Linked DNA regions of Salmo salar: region 1 is linked to region 2. Evidence: chromatin contacts called from public Hi-C data. All regions are on one chromosome and are shown on one strand. The core of a region is the stretch at or near the end of the contact, and the rest is flanking DNA. Distances in the headings are between cores, read along the strand shown.

The links. A called contact is a pair of places that touch in the nucleus more often than the background predicts.
Region 1: a contact with region 2 is called in a Hi-C map of muscle, with 2.1 times the contacts expected there. The contact joins the enhancer-like site here to the promoter of gab1 in region 2. A contact is called at or near these places in 3 of 3 Hi-C or Micro-C datasets (blood, gill and muscle).

The regions. Positions count from the first base shown.
Region 1 is chrssa08:14,497,663-14,505,149 of Ssal_v3.1, forward strand. The region is part of intron 2 of gab1 (GRB2-associated binding protein 1); the gene reads left to right. Among protein-coding and RNA genes, the nearest start is that of gab1, 42 kb to the left of the region's middle. Within about 2 kb of position 1,644, at least 1 of the 13 cell types and tissues checked has an H3K27ac peak or open chromatin away from gene starts, as enhancers often do. A contact at or near this core is called in muscle, where this site is marked.
Region 2 is chrssa08:14,454,526-14,461,467 of Ssal_v3.1, forward strand. gab1 (GRB2-associated binding protein 1) reads left to right here and starts at 4,965. Exons shown (of 14, transcript XM_045722792.1): 1 at 4,965-5,277; 2 at 5,521-5,650. The coding sequence starts at 5,579. LOC106610239 (ubiquitin carboxyl-terminal hydrolase 38) reads left to right here. Exons shown (of 11, transcript XM_045722769.1): 11 at 1-474.

The DNA of each region.
Region 1 (7,487 bases), core at 394-2,893, 40 kb after region 2:
TACCTTCCCTAGTAGAATACTATGTGAAAACACTGTTCAATGTATCAGCACCAGTATCATCACTCTGTTTTGTTTCCCCAAACCTCTAGAGGTGCCATACTCATGTCTTTGTGTGCACAATTTGCCTTTAAAAGCAGATCCAGGACCTGTTATGTTGTTGCTAGTGATTAAAGTGATAGTTGCTGGCAGAGAAAGCTGATCCCAGGTCACATGTTGATGGCAGTGAATAACAGGAGAAGGGACTGACCACTGACCACCAGTCTCCAGGCAGCTGGACCTCAGGTCTGCCTGCCTGCAGATGGAAGTCCCCTTTCCCTCCAGCGGGGGAGGGGGATGACGCCTGGGCATACACACTGCTCGAGCGTCAACTGGCCTTCGTTGACCGCCATATCTCTTGTGGCCTATGAGGATGTAAAAATAGCTGTTTAGCAGCAAGAATCTTAGACATGCCCAGAAAACAAAGACTGATTTATGCAAGCTACTGGGCTAAGCATAGAGAGGCTTTTGTGCCCCCAACCTCCCTCTCTCTCCAGACCTCATCACCAAGGCCGCGAGCGCCAAAACCTCTGACGAGCTCTAATACTCTACTTTAAGAACGGGCATTGTTTGGGACGGCCTTGGGGTCCTTGCTGATTGGCTTGGAGTACCACAACGGTGTACGCGATTGCATTTGTTTATAAGCCCTGACGTTGGACTGCGGCGTCATTCTGAATGTGTGGTTGGTTTCAGGACATTTTTGAGTAAGCAGAGAGCTATTTCACAATAAAAAAAAATATAAAACCGTTTATCCTTATCTGGTAGTGGGGGTTGATTCTCACTAGTGCTTTCACGTCTAGTTCTACTAATACTATTTCCAGCAGTTCTGTGTTTTTATTGGCTTCTCCCAAGTCATTACTGGAAGGCTTGACTTGTATACCTGTTGCAACACTGAGCTTTTAAAGAGGACAGCATTATGACGAATGCCAGAGCCAATAGTATTGCAACTGAATGCGTCTCGCGTCTGTCATGAACACGGAACAGGAAAAGTTCCAGAATGGCTCCTCCCACTCTCTTTACCTTTTCCCAGCACTGTTGCACAAACAGTTTTGTGGCCTACCTGTCTGCATGAGCAGATCTATAAGAAAGACAACAAATGCTCCACTACCTGGAATGCCCAATAGAATCTAGGCTACATATGCTCTGAAACGCACTTGATTAGAACACATGCTTGCTGGGCAAACAAGATCTCAATGAGGGTTATTCTGTTGAAATGACCTGCGTTTGCACGGCACCGTCTTTGTTTGTGGGACCTCTCAAAGAACAGTTCATGCGTTCAGTCTGGAAAAGCAAAGTGTAATCAGAGGCAAACCAACCAACGTGTGAGAGATGACTGCAGCGTATCGCTGTGTGGTTGTTAATAAGAATGGCCAATGACGTGCGTACACCGTGGATGTGTTCTGTGGGTTTTCCTCATCTTTTTCTATCCTGGTGCTGGAGCGGAACCCGACTTGAGAACAAACAGACCTGTTTGTTCAAGGTAGAGGGAGCGGGAGGGAGAGGGGAACAAGTTAGTAGTTTGGTTTACAGGCAGAGCTGAGAGGAGGTTGTTGTCGAATGGGGGGGGGTGGCAGCTGAAGAACGCTTCGTTCTCCGGTTACCGCACCTGACGCCTCAACTAGCTCCTTTCTCCCTGGCTGCCTCTCTCCCACAAGACTCCACTCTATTCACCACAACACATGGCTGGAACAGAAGCTTCTACTCTTACTCAGGGCTAGAGATGTAGTTGAAGTCAGAAGTTTACATACACGTCGGTTGGAGTCATTAAAACTCGTTTTTCAACCACTCCACAAATTTCTTGTTAACAAACAATAGTTTTGGCAAGTCGGTTAGGACATCTACTTTGTGCATGACACAAGTCATTTTTCCAACCGTTGTACACAGACAGATTATTTCACTTGTAATTCACTGTATCACAATTCCAGTGGGTCATATGTTTACATACACTAAGTTGACTACCTTTAAACAGCTTAAATTCCAGAAAATGTAATTGCTTTAGAAGCTTCTGATAGGCTAAATGACATCATTTGAGTCAATTGGAGGTGTACCTGTGGATGTATTTCAAGGCCTAGCTTCAAACTCAGTGCCTCTTTGCTTGACATCATGGGAAAATCAAAAGAAATCAGCTAAGACCTCAGAAAAAAAATTGTAGACCTCCACAAGTCCATCCTTGGGAGCAATTTCCAAACGCCTGAAGGTACCACGTTCATCTGTACAAACAATAGTACGCAAGTATAAACGCCATGGGACCACGCAGCCGTCATACCGCTCAGGAAGGAGACGCGTTCTGTCTCCTAGAGATGAACTTACCTTGGTGCTGAAAAGTGCAAATCAATCCCAGAACAACAGCAAAGGACCTTGTGAAGCTGCTGGAGGAAACGGGTACAAAAGTATATATCCACAGTAAAACAAGTCCTATATCGACACAACCTGAAAGGCCACTCAGCAAGGAAGAAGCCACTGCTCCAAAACCGCCATTTAAAAAAAAAAAAGACTACGGTTTGCAACTGCACACGGGGACAAAGATCGTACTTTTTGGAGAAATGTCCTCTGGTCTGATGAAACAAAAATAGAACTGTTTGGCCATAATGACCATCGTTATGTTTGGAGGAAAAAGGAGGAGGCTTGCAAGCCGAAGAACACCATCCCAACCGTGAAGCACGGGCTGGCAGCATCATGTTGTGGGGGTGCTCTGCTGCAGGAGGGACTGGTGCACTTCACAAAATAGATGGCATCATGAGGAAAGAGAATTTATGTGGATATATTGAAGCAACATCTCAAGACATCAGTCAGGAAGTTAAAGTTTGGTTGCAAATGGGTGTTCCAAATGGACAATGACCCCAAGCATACTTCCAAAGTTGTGGCAAAATGGCTTAAGGACAACAGTCAAGGTATTGGAATGGCCATCAAAGCCCTGACCTCAATCCTATAGAAAATTTGTGGGCAGAACTGAAAAAGCGTGTGCGAGCAAGGAGGCTTACAAACCTGACTCAGTTACACCAGCTCTGTCAGGAGGAATGGGCCAAAATTCACCCAACTTATTGTGGGAAGCTTGTGGAAGGTTACCCAAAACATTTGACCCAAGTTAAACAATTTAAAGCCAATGCTACCAAATTCTAATTGAGTGAATGTAAACTTCTGACCCACTGGGAATGTGATGAAAGAAATAAAAGATGAAATAAGTCACTCTACTATTATTCTGACATTTCACATTCTTAAAATAAAGTGGTGATCCGAACTGACCTAAGAGATGGACTTTTTACTAGGATTAAATGTCAGGAATTGTGAAAAACAGTTTAAATGTATTTAGCTAAGGTGTATGTAAACTTCCGACGTCAACTGTACCTCTCTGGGTTTGGTCTCTGCCTGGTCTTTTCCCTTTGGACTACTGACTGCTTATGGTTTCTTTATGGCTTAGGTTAGGCTATGTAGTCCATATGAGAGGGGTTTGGTCGTATGTCACCTCCAAGTGACCTAGTCTGGAAAAAAAGCAGTCACTGTCTGCAGACTGGCCGGCCTGAAAATATGTGACCCCGTTCTTTGTTAGTGTCACCAGGCCATCTTGTTATGGCATCATCAATACCCTGACCTCTTCTCCCCTCTCCAATCCTTTCCTCTCCCTCCCTCCTCCTCCATGCTCACTCCTGCCTCCTCTCTGGTTCTGTCCTGTTACTCTCGGGTTCTCTCCCCCTCTCTCTCCCCTCTCTCCTCTGTCTCTCTCTCTGGGCTTGGAGAGAAGCTGTTTTCAGAGGAACAAATGGAGAGGCTGTTCCCAGCCGGGGATGAGTCAGTGCAGCTGGAGCTGCAGGTCACACGCCCCCGGCGCCCTCTCTCTCTCGCTCCCTCCTTCTCCATCCCACCTCTGCCAAGATTGCCTTTGCTGGGCCCAGTGCTAAATGCTAACACACCCAAAGCCACTGAGGGAGCTATGCTAGGCTTATACTGCTAACAACCACACCAGAGTGATTGAGGGAGCTAGGCTATTATAATGCTAATAACATGTGCAAAGTGAGTTGTGTCAATGCTATGCTACAAATGTGTAATCGCTGTTAGCCCCATGCTTTTGCTAATACCAAACCCAGAAAAACAGAATAAATCTATTGCATTCCACAAGTCTGATTTTAAGCAGAGAGTTCTATGCTAATGCTAACAACAATCTGAGTAAGGGATAGTTCCAGGCTAATACTGACAACTGACTCAGTCATGGGAGCAAAAGGTTCAGGACACTATCATCCAGACGCTACCTTTCATAAATCAACAGACTTTAATACGCTGCTCTTTTGTCAGTCTCTCCCTTTGAAACTCTTAAGAGAGAAGATGGTTTACAATTACATAATTATTCAGGTCAAGACCGTAAAACAATCTGACCTCACCTCACCCCTTACTAAGCACACACAATGGCCGAATGAGGAAAGGGGGACTGAGAAAAAGGGATATTTCGTGAGGCACCTGCTGTCTTGAGTGTAGGAGAGAGACTGTAAATAAACGTAGCTGCTCCATCCATTTAAAGTTAACATATGCTCTTGTTTTGAACCAGAGAGGGAGAGAACACTGGACCAGAGGGGTAATGGTTGACTCTCCACTACGACACTTGCTTAACCCATTAGCCCGGCTGCTCAGACATAATAGCCCCAGAGATAACCACAGGGCGTGTGAGCCTTTAGACCTCATGCAGTTTCCACCTCCCGGAGTATCATCTAGGCAGAGGCATTATGACCTGTTCTGGCCCTTGGAGCAACTGGGAAGTGGGAAGGAAGGGAATCCCAATCCATCTGGTAATGACTAGATGAGGAAATGAGGAAAGTGGCTTTTGATTTGGTTGGTGAGTTGGTTAGGGTTTACCATAGCTTCAATGAGTGACATCACTCCCCTGCAGAAACTGAGTCTCAGCCATTACAATGCAATTAATTGATGTACTTTGAAAGGTGAGGCAATGGCAACGTTTTCAGCGGTCAATTGCCTTTGTAGATTGCAACCTTATTTCCTTAACAGTATCTACTTTTTACGATCCTTGTATGTACTCACTACAGTAAGGCGCTCTGTATGAGTGTCTGCTAAATGACAAAAACATTTAAAAGAATGTAAACTTGGCCTTGATTTTTGTTTTCCTATTGTACCAACCCACATGCTTTCACTTGTCACTAGGCAGCATAGGCCTGCAGTGTTAAATATAATGGAGCAGGAGGTGAGAGTTGGTTGTTGTCAGCGAAGGTGACTGTCTGACTGTGTTGTAGCTAGGCAGAATGCTGTAGCTGACAGACACTGTAACCCTGTGTTGGTGGCAGTGCCAGCAGCACGAGGGGTGGATGCCCGGGACTCTGCCCTGACATGTTTGTGACACACACTGAACACAAGCCAGCGTGCCTGGCTTAGTCTTTCCTCTCAAAGGTAGCAGCTGTGTGTGTTTATATATGGAGTTGGGACAGCCGGGCTCTGGTCACAAATTCCTACACAAACAGCCCCAGTAACCTCTGTAATCAGTTATGTAACCCAGTCAGTCGGTGGGTTATGATTCGTCTCGTGGTGTTACGTTGGTTCGCTACACTTATCAGGACAGATTAAACCCTTCAAGTTAATTTCCTGGTTTACTGTAGTGCATATCCGATTCCAGTGCCAAGTTTGTTTTTGGTCTTTGTGTGCATCTCCTGTTCTTGGCTCATGCCTGGGTGAGTCAGTTGATTACTAGGCCGATCTGTGGTACTCCTTGTTGAGCTGCTGACATCTTAACACCACCCCCCCCCCCCCCCCTGAACCATTCACCACCTGGCTCAATGTGGGAATATCTGTTCCATGTGCAGGTAGGCCCTTTATGAAGAGGCAACCAAGCTAAAGTTGGCTGTAACAGCTATATTATAGACAGCTAATTTCCCCCGGAAGACTAGCACCATGGCTAAATCCCTGACATGTCCAACCAAACACGGTCAGTTTCCACTATTAGGACCAACCCAAGAGCTTATGGTTAGCAGTGGCTATGTGGTTAGTGGCTCCTGTTGTCGTTCCAAATGGACTCGACTCCGCTGTTCCAGCCCAATGAGTCTGACGGTCCAGCAGGGCACACGCTGTGCCACATTAGACCTCGTTGGCACACGAGCCAGGGCCCATTTCACACTTACAAATGACTTCAGCGTCACCTTTCGCCTGCTAATCAGTCGCCGGTGCTGGTATCCTAGGAACAACACCGTCCTATATCTTCAATTGACGGTTCTCTCTTTTGCTCCAAATGCTACTGTGGCAGGCAAAAAGCCCAAGGCCTGCCGTGCTTTAAGTTGAACTATTTGTTTGAAACAATAAAGCCTCCGCCTCTGTTTTGTTAAGGAATGGACCTAAAGAAGTAGAACCACTCTCATTCATAGAGCTATGGATGCAAGGACCAGCCATGATATCAAAATGATAGTTTTAACCATGTTTTGAGGCTTGTTTGTTTACATTTTACTTAGTTAACAAACATTGGAGTAAAACAAGCTGATATTTTGGGTGCTGATGGGTTATGACAGTTGAACTAAGTTAATGGGTATATATCATTAATTTATAAGACCAAAAATGATTGTAGCGCAATTAAGGATTCTAGCTTTAACTCCCAAACCATCAGATATGTAGAGTATATGGATGTGTTTAAGTGTGCCATTTATCTACCCTGGAGGACCATCCGTAGCCATCGGTGCTCTTAAAGGCTCTTCAGGTGCATTAGCTACCTTTTTTTTAATTGCAATATAATTAGACCTCATAAGTGCAGGAAGGAGCTACTATGTAGTTAGCAATGATAAAGAATATATTGAATATTATGTTGCTGGGCCCATATTCACATAGTATCTCAAAGTAGGAACGCTGATCTGGGATCCAGGTCTGGCCTGTCTATGTAATCATATTCATTGAGAGCTATCTAAAAGGTGAAACTGATCCTAGATCAGCAGCAGTCCTGCTCCAAGGCGCTGCCGTCTCAAGGTTGTTAAACACTAGCCAGCTCCTCCAGCTGCCTGGCCTCATTTCTAGCTACAGTACCGGAGAATGTCATTAATCACTGTCCTAAATGGCGGCATAATGTCCCATTCTTCTTCTCCTTCCAGAACATTCTTTGATTAGGATTAGAGCCCGGTGGAACTCCCCAACCAGCTGGTGCGCTTATCCTTCTGGAATGTTCACTTTCACTATTACGTCATTTGGTTGTTTATTATGAGAGGTGCCACAGTTAGACTATGTAATAGATGTTAGTTAGTATGTTAGAACAGTCGAGGGCGGTTGCACAGAGATTAAGCCTACGCCTGGACTTCTTTAAATAGCTTTCAATGAAGATTCTCCATTATAAACACTAAGTACAGGAGTGGTGTTAATCTGGGTCTGTGTGTGTCACTATAATAAACCAGACGCTAGGCTACGTCATGCTGTATGATGGGTTGGTATTGTTTGGTTTTAATCTGGGTCTGTGTGTGTCACTATAATAAACCAGACGCTAG
Region 2 (6,942 bases), core at 3,715-6,214:
TTTTTTCAAGCGGTGGGTTTGATTTTTGATAAGGAGATTCATTGACGTGTACTTGTCATAAGACATTTTCATATGCAATAAAATTTACAGATATGGGTGCGAAAGTATATTCAATAAACATGGAATGATTAACTAATGCCATGAATACTGTATACAAAAAGTATAAGATACGATTAATCTTTTAATACAAAATTTGTGTCATTTGCGTGAGAACAATTGCATGCTGAACGTTTGACAATGTTCTTAAGGTGGGGTTATGGTTACTAACATTGACTCATATAATTAAGTTATTCATTCAGGGATACTTTTTTGTTGCAGATTTTGTGCCTTTTAGTTAGATACTATTAAACCAGATTTTACAAGCAGAATTTGACTGGAAAGACACAAACCTCAGCCTTGCTGTACAGTGTTTTAAAGTAATGTACAATACATGATTTTTTTCCCCCCCCCAATATTAAAGATGAATTGCTGAAAGGGTCTTGTTTGTGTCTTCCTGCTCTGTCCACCTCGCGCTACCCACAAGCCCCCCCTGGTGAGTTTATTATTTTATTTTTTTACACACTCTTTTGCTTACATTTCACATTCTTCCACAATTGTCATTTAGATGCTCTTGTATTGTTGGCTTCTCTGAACACACTGCGGTAGCTAGCTATCGGCCGTGTGAATGCATGGCTGTGTTCAGCTTCATGTGTTGTCAGTGGCCAGTCTGCCCACACATAATCAATGCCTCCTCCCTTTTGTCTTATTCAACATTATAATATCGTAGGTTGGGGTTGCTATGTGTATTGTTTTTCTTTTCATGGCATTCCTCCGCTGTAGCCATACTAAACATTTACATGTACTGGCTATGGTTCTTAGGTTTCCAATTGGCCACTTGATGTTTGAGTGAATGTTAAGTCTGGTTTTGAGGCACTGTTAATGATTGAATGTCCAGACATTTACCTTTGGGTGGTGTTCCTATTTAATGAAGTCTGTTGCTGTGATACAGATGAACGGCATGCTAAGTTACAGTGGCGGTAACATTTCCTCTGCCAGTGTGGATGTGATTTCATCAGATAACTTAGAGGGGTTGGGTTAAATGCGGAAGACATGTTTCAAGTTGAATGCATTCAGTCGTGCAGCTAACTATGTATCCCCTTTCCCTTCCGTAGATCAAAGACCGAGCAGAGTGGCTTTGAAGCTGTAGCCAAGACCACCTGCTTCAGGTGTGGTGCGTTTATCACTGCTGTGGCGTCTCAAGGTCTTTCATGCACAGTACCGGCATTCGGTCAATTACCGGTGCTCTTCTATGCCCATAGGTGAATATGTTTGAGTAAGACTGAAGGACTGTCCAGGAAGAAGGAAATAAATCCATCCTCCTTGACAATCTCGTATAATACCATGGGTCGTGTTCATTAGGCACCAAATGGAGGAAAACGTTCTGAAACGGGGAAGTACTATCTGAACATGTCCGTTAACAAAAAAACGCACATTTTTGTTTTACGTTGCACAACATTTTGAAATGTTTTGTTACGGTGTGCCCTAATGAACATGACCCAGTAGAGAGATTATAGGAGTAACAGAAGGGAGAGTTCAAGGTGATGTCAGACACCTTCCATGGGAAAGCCTCATCATTCAACTTACCAGCCAGGATAGGTGTCCTTACCCAGTGGAAACTGACCCAAAACCTCTTAGACGGGGCCGACATGTTATAGAACCCTTACCCTCTCCAAAAGGAGATCGAGAAGCATCTTTATGTAATGGGTCTTAAAACAGTAGTCAGACTTGCAATAGTGGCACTACATGAATAGAAAATGGGAGAGAATGGTATGCAACGGTTGACCCTATCAGCACACTTGCTGTTGCTAATGGCATAGCCAATATGTGTAATGTAGCAATGCAAGCTTGTGGTTTGCAAATGGGGCATTTCTGTGCTATTCGGTATCCCTGCCATTAGGTTTACAACACACTGTAGTAGTAGCACTGTAATCGCCTCAAAAAGCATTTGGGAAAAATCAATGGCACTCAATTATTAATTGACTGATCCATTTGCGTTTCACTTCTACAGTTTTGTAAGGACACATCAAAAGTTTTATTGAGCAATGGCATTCACTGTAAGTTATACAACTCAGTGTTGTATGATATCAAGTGTGGCCTTTTTTTGATAGCACCAGAGCAGCTTCATCAGCAGGTTCAGATATACTGAAAAAAATATAAATGCAACATGTAAAGTGTATTGGTCCCATGTTTCAAGATCCCAGAAATGTTCCGTACTCACAAAAAGCTTATTTCTCTCAAATTTTGTGCACAAATTTGTTTACATCCCTGTTAGTGAGCGTTTCCCCTTTGCCAAGATCATCCATCCACCTGACAGGTGTGGCATATCAAGAAGCTGATTAAACAGCATGATCATTACACAGATGCATCTTGTGCTGGGGACAATAAAAAGTCACTCTAACGCAATGCCACAAATGTCTCAAGTTTTGAGGGAGCGTGCAATTGGCATGCTGACTGAAGGAATCTCTACCAGAGCTGTTGCCATATAATTGAATGTTAATTTCCCTACCATAAGCTGCCTCCAACCTAATTTTAGACAATTTGGCAGTGCGTCCAACCGGCCTCACAACCGCAGAACAAGTGTAACCACGCCAGCCCAGGACCTCCACATCCAGCTTCTTCACCTGCAGGATCGTCTGAGACCAGCCACCCGGACAGCTGATGAAACAGGAGTATTTCTGTCTGTAATAAAGCCCATTTGTGGGGGAAAACTAATTCTGGTCGGCTGGGCCTGGCTCCCAAGTGGGTGGGCCTATGCCCTCTCAAGCCCACCCATGGCTTGATTAGGGCCTAATTTATTTATTTCAATTGAATGATTTCCTTATATATCCCTTATAACTGTAACTCAGTAAAATCGTTGAAATTGTTGCATTTATAAAATTTTTCACTATTGTATGTAGATTTGCCTGGCTGCAATTTTTAGGAGCAACTTTTTCAGTCTATTGTATTTACTGCCATGGTGGCAAAACAACTTCCCTCTGGGAACATATGAAGTACACTACAATTCAATTCAATTGAAGTTATGAAATACTATTATTGTGGCGGTGGGCTTTAAAATGGATGCTATAACCCCTCTATTATTGCAGAGATTTCAATGTGACAACAATGAAGGCAAAAACCAACGTGAGATGAATTGATGAGCAGCTAACATCCCCACACAAACACAAAAGCATATTGTTTGATCCCTGTTTTGATTGTTTTTATTTTTCTGTGGTTGGTCTCCACCCATGGCACGTCAAATGCAATTGGTTTTAATGCCTTTCTCATAAAAGTTTAAGTCCATTGCAAAAGCATGAACTCTGGAACCACTCATTTAAAATGTAATTTAATAAACATAATGCTTTCTCTGTCTCCCTCCCTCCCTTCCTCTCTCCTTTTCGATTTCAGTCTATTGGGGACCATGGAGTTGGGATTTATGCTCCTGTTAACCCAGTGACTAGCATGGCTCAGCAAAATTCCAGTGACTAGAGCAACTTTTACCACAGCAATATCTTTCTTTCAGGTCTATGGTGTCATAGACCCATCTTGAGGAGCACACAGTAAAAAGGAAAAATGATCTCCCGGGCTGAATAGTATTTTGGAAGACATTGACAAGTAGGAGCAATAGTATTATGGATGGTAGACTGACAAATGTACTCAATTGTTGTCCTCACTGGTTGGGCTTGCCTGCTGTATGGAGCTATGCTGTGACAAATATCTTGAATGGCTATGTGAATGTTTAAATTGATTAATATTAGAATGTAAAGTCTCACTCACAACTGGGTGGGTCATGACTGTACTTAGTTGTGAATCTGCATATGATTAATACATTGTATTACTAGTCCAATGCTCTAACCACTAGGCTACCTGCCGCCCTGTGGTGGCTGTTGTGCACAATAATAGTTATTCATTTGTAATAGTAAGTTATATGAAAAGTTAATATTTGTTTTGGTACATCAGTTGACTATTCGTTAATCACAACAATATTGACCTTCATGTATACTATGCTCAAACCCATTAGAAATTGGCAGTCAAACATTATAGACGCACTTACAAATACAGGCTAATAGCCAAAAGACAGTGGAGAGCTTTTTACCATTACAATAACATTCCAGGATTCCACAGATACTTTAACCGTCATGGGAACTTATCTCTGTCAAATTGCCAATAGTCAGGCTCAGGGTCTAGAAGAACAACACCACTAGAGTCTTCAAGGGATGGATAGCCTACTCTTGCAATGAAGCAACAAAGACATTTCATTAATTTGGGCTCCTGAGTGGTGCATGGGTTTAAGGTATTGCATTGCTAGGGGCGTCACTACAGACACCATGGATCGAATCCAGGCTGTATCACAACTGGCAGTGATTCGGAGTCCCATGGGGCACCCGCAGAATTGGCCCAGCGTCGGCAGTCATTGTAAATAAAAATGTGTTCTTAACCGACTTGCCTAGTTAAATAAAGGTAAAACATATGAAGAGATCTGTTTGATTTATTGTTGCTGAAATTATAATATTCCTATTCGAGTTGTTGTTGTTTCTGGTTTTGGTGCTCACACTTACACACATGGATATAATGTAATGGAAATCGCCAACTTTCTAATTGTACGGTCATTTCTACACTGTCCTCGAGGTTGCACGACTTCGAGCGCACAAATGGCGCGCATTGTGGTAAGTGTAGTTTCCACGTGCGCATGGTATGAGAGGTCCTACATTGAACACTGGAATGCAGTTTCTTTGTTATTTCGTTCAGTCATTAGAAAGCCATCTTTTCCCCCGGTATTCAGTCAGATGGGTGTAAATCTATACTAACCATATGCAAAAAATAATTTATCAAAATGCGGTTATTTGTTTTGGGGGGGGGAGTAACGCCAAACAATTGAGAACTACATGTCCCATGGTATGTTGGTTAATTTTTCCTGCACGCCGCCTCTCCCTCTGCCTGCGCGTTCCAAAGGAGGCTGTCAGGCTGAGTTCAGGGAAAACACAGAGCTGCCGATCTGTCAATCATAATTAGCAACCACAGGGAGTGAAACTGGGAGGAAGGTCGGTGAAACGCTACGTTTTTGGGTGAAAAGGCACTGTACTTTCCGTGAAACAATTATGCGTCGGAAAGGAGAGGAAAATACGTATCCTAGTGTGCTTAAAAATATTTGTTCGACTTTGGAAGGAATTGCATAAAAGCGCTTTCACTGAAAGCCGAACTCGGCGAGTTTCACTTGCAAGCAACTATTCTGCTTGGAGTACGAAACATATCCAGAAGAAGGTAACCACGGACGCACGACACTTTGGGATTTAATTTGGCTATTTAACACACTTCTTGACAAAAGTGGTTGATACATTTCAGAGGACTGTCTTAAAGTCGCTGTTGGTGACTCGCAGCGCAGACTAGGAGGTGTGACGGCATTTATCGCTTACCCAACTCGTAAAATCTCAACCAATGCGACATTGTAATTTTTTTTTCAGCTTTTTTTTTTCTCCATTGACCGCTCCCTGTCAATATTTGCAGGTTCACTCAAAACAATCTCGGCCCAAACATCCAGACGGCGAGGAAGAAAGGAGGAAAGATGAGCGGGGGAGATGTGGTGTGCTCGGGCTGGTTAAGAAAATCTCCTCCAGAAAAAAAGTTGAGACGTTACGTAAGTCTAAGCTTGATCATATTCATATCTTGTTTTGGATCGTTACCACAGAGCGGTTCCAGTGTAGCTATGCAAATGTAACACTTTCGATTATTTCGAATTTGCCTACGTTGCCTCGCTGATTATTTCCCCCAGCTGCACAAAGTTTATGCAGCATCTCGAATCTGTGTTTGCTACAACAAAACTATCGACAATTCATGAATAGCAAGAAGTGGATTTCAAATCCTTTTGTAGTATTGTCAAGTGACAATGGCCTCCTAGGCTACATCTTGTTATGATGACAGCCTGCATGCTGTTGACCTTTTCAGTGATTTGATGCAAATTCCAACAGTGGGCCTATTTCAAAGCATTCATGAAAATGGTCCCATACTGTGCAACATTCGCATTCCACGGCAAGGCAACTGAAATGCTTGTCTTGTCTAGTCATAGCATAATAGTTTGAGCACAAGCTTTAATGTCAAAATCCTAAATGTAGGTTTGACTAATGTACGGATCTAACAACCAGATCACATTGACAACTCTCACAATGTCGTGAATGAATTCCAATTGACTTGTGTTCTTAAAAGGAATGCTTTTGAAAGCAGTTCCTGGTTGTCACAGGAAATGAGAATGTTCCGTCTTCTCCATAGTCTAGTCTATGTAGACTAGGGAAACGCACTTCCCACGCCACTTCGATACCGAAGTGACATTTTTTTGTAGCAGGTTAGGAGAACTTACGCAGCAGGTTAGGAGACTGAGGTTAAGGTTACCAAAAATCCTCTCCTAACCTGCAACAAATCACTTTGTATCAAAAGTGGTGTGAAGAGTGTCCCATGTAGACTCGAGACTCGGCCTAGTTACGAGACAGGGAGGTATGCCCATATAAATCAGTACAGTATTCAAATAATATGAAAAAATACATTTCAATCACAGTTGCATAGCTAGAACATGATTATGCAAAATAATGGTTGTCTCTCTATAAATCACACACTTCTTTGGAAGCTGGATGTCATTGTTGATAGTCTTACATGACCTTTGTGTTTTTAACCTGAAAAGTATTAACATTCTCACACCCATAATGAAATTGCCACCCTGTATATGTCCCCTTTCTTTACTGTGTGAATCAGTGGGCGAATCAGTTGGCTCTATATTAGTTCCCATGATATTGGATCTGTTATCTATCCAAAGAACATCTATCGCCATTGTATTCGTGGGCCCTCTATCAGTTGTATTTGCTCCAATCTACAAAGATGGCGTATTAAAGAGACTGCACGCCACAACTCTGAGACACAAATTGCCATTTTTAAAAGAGT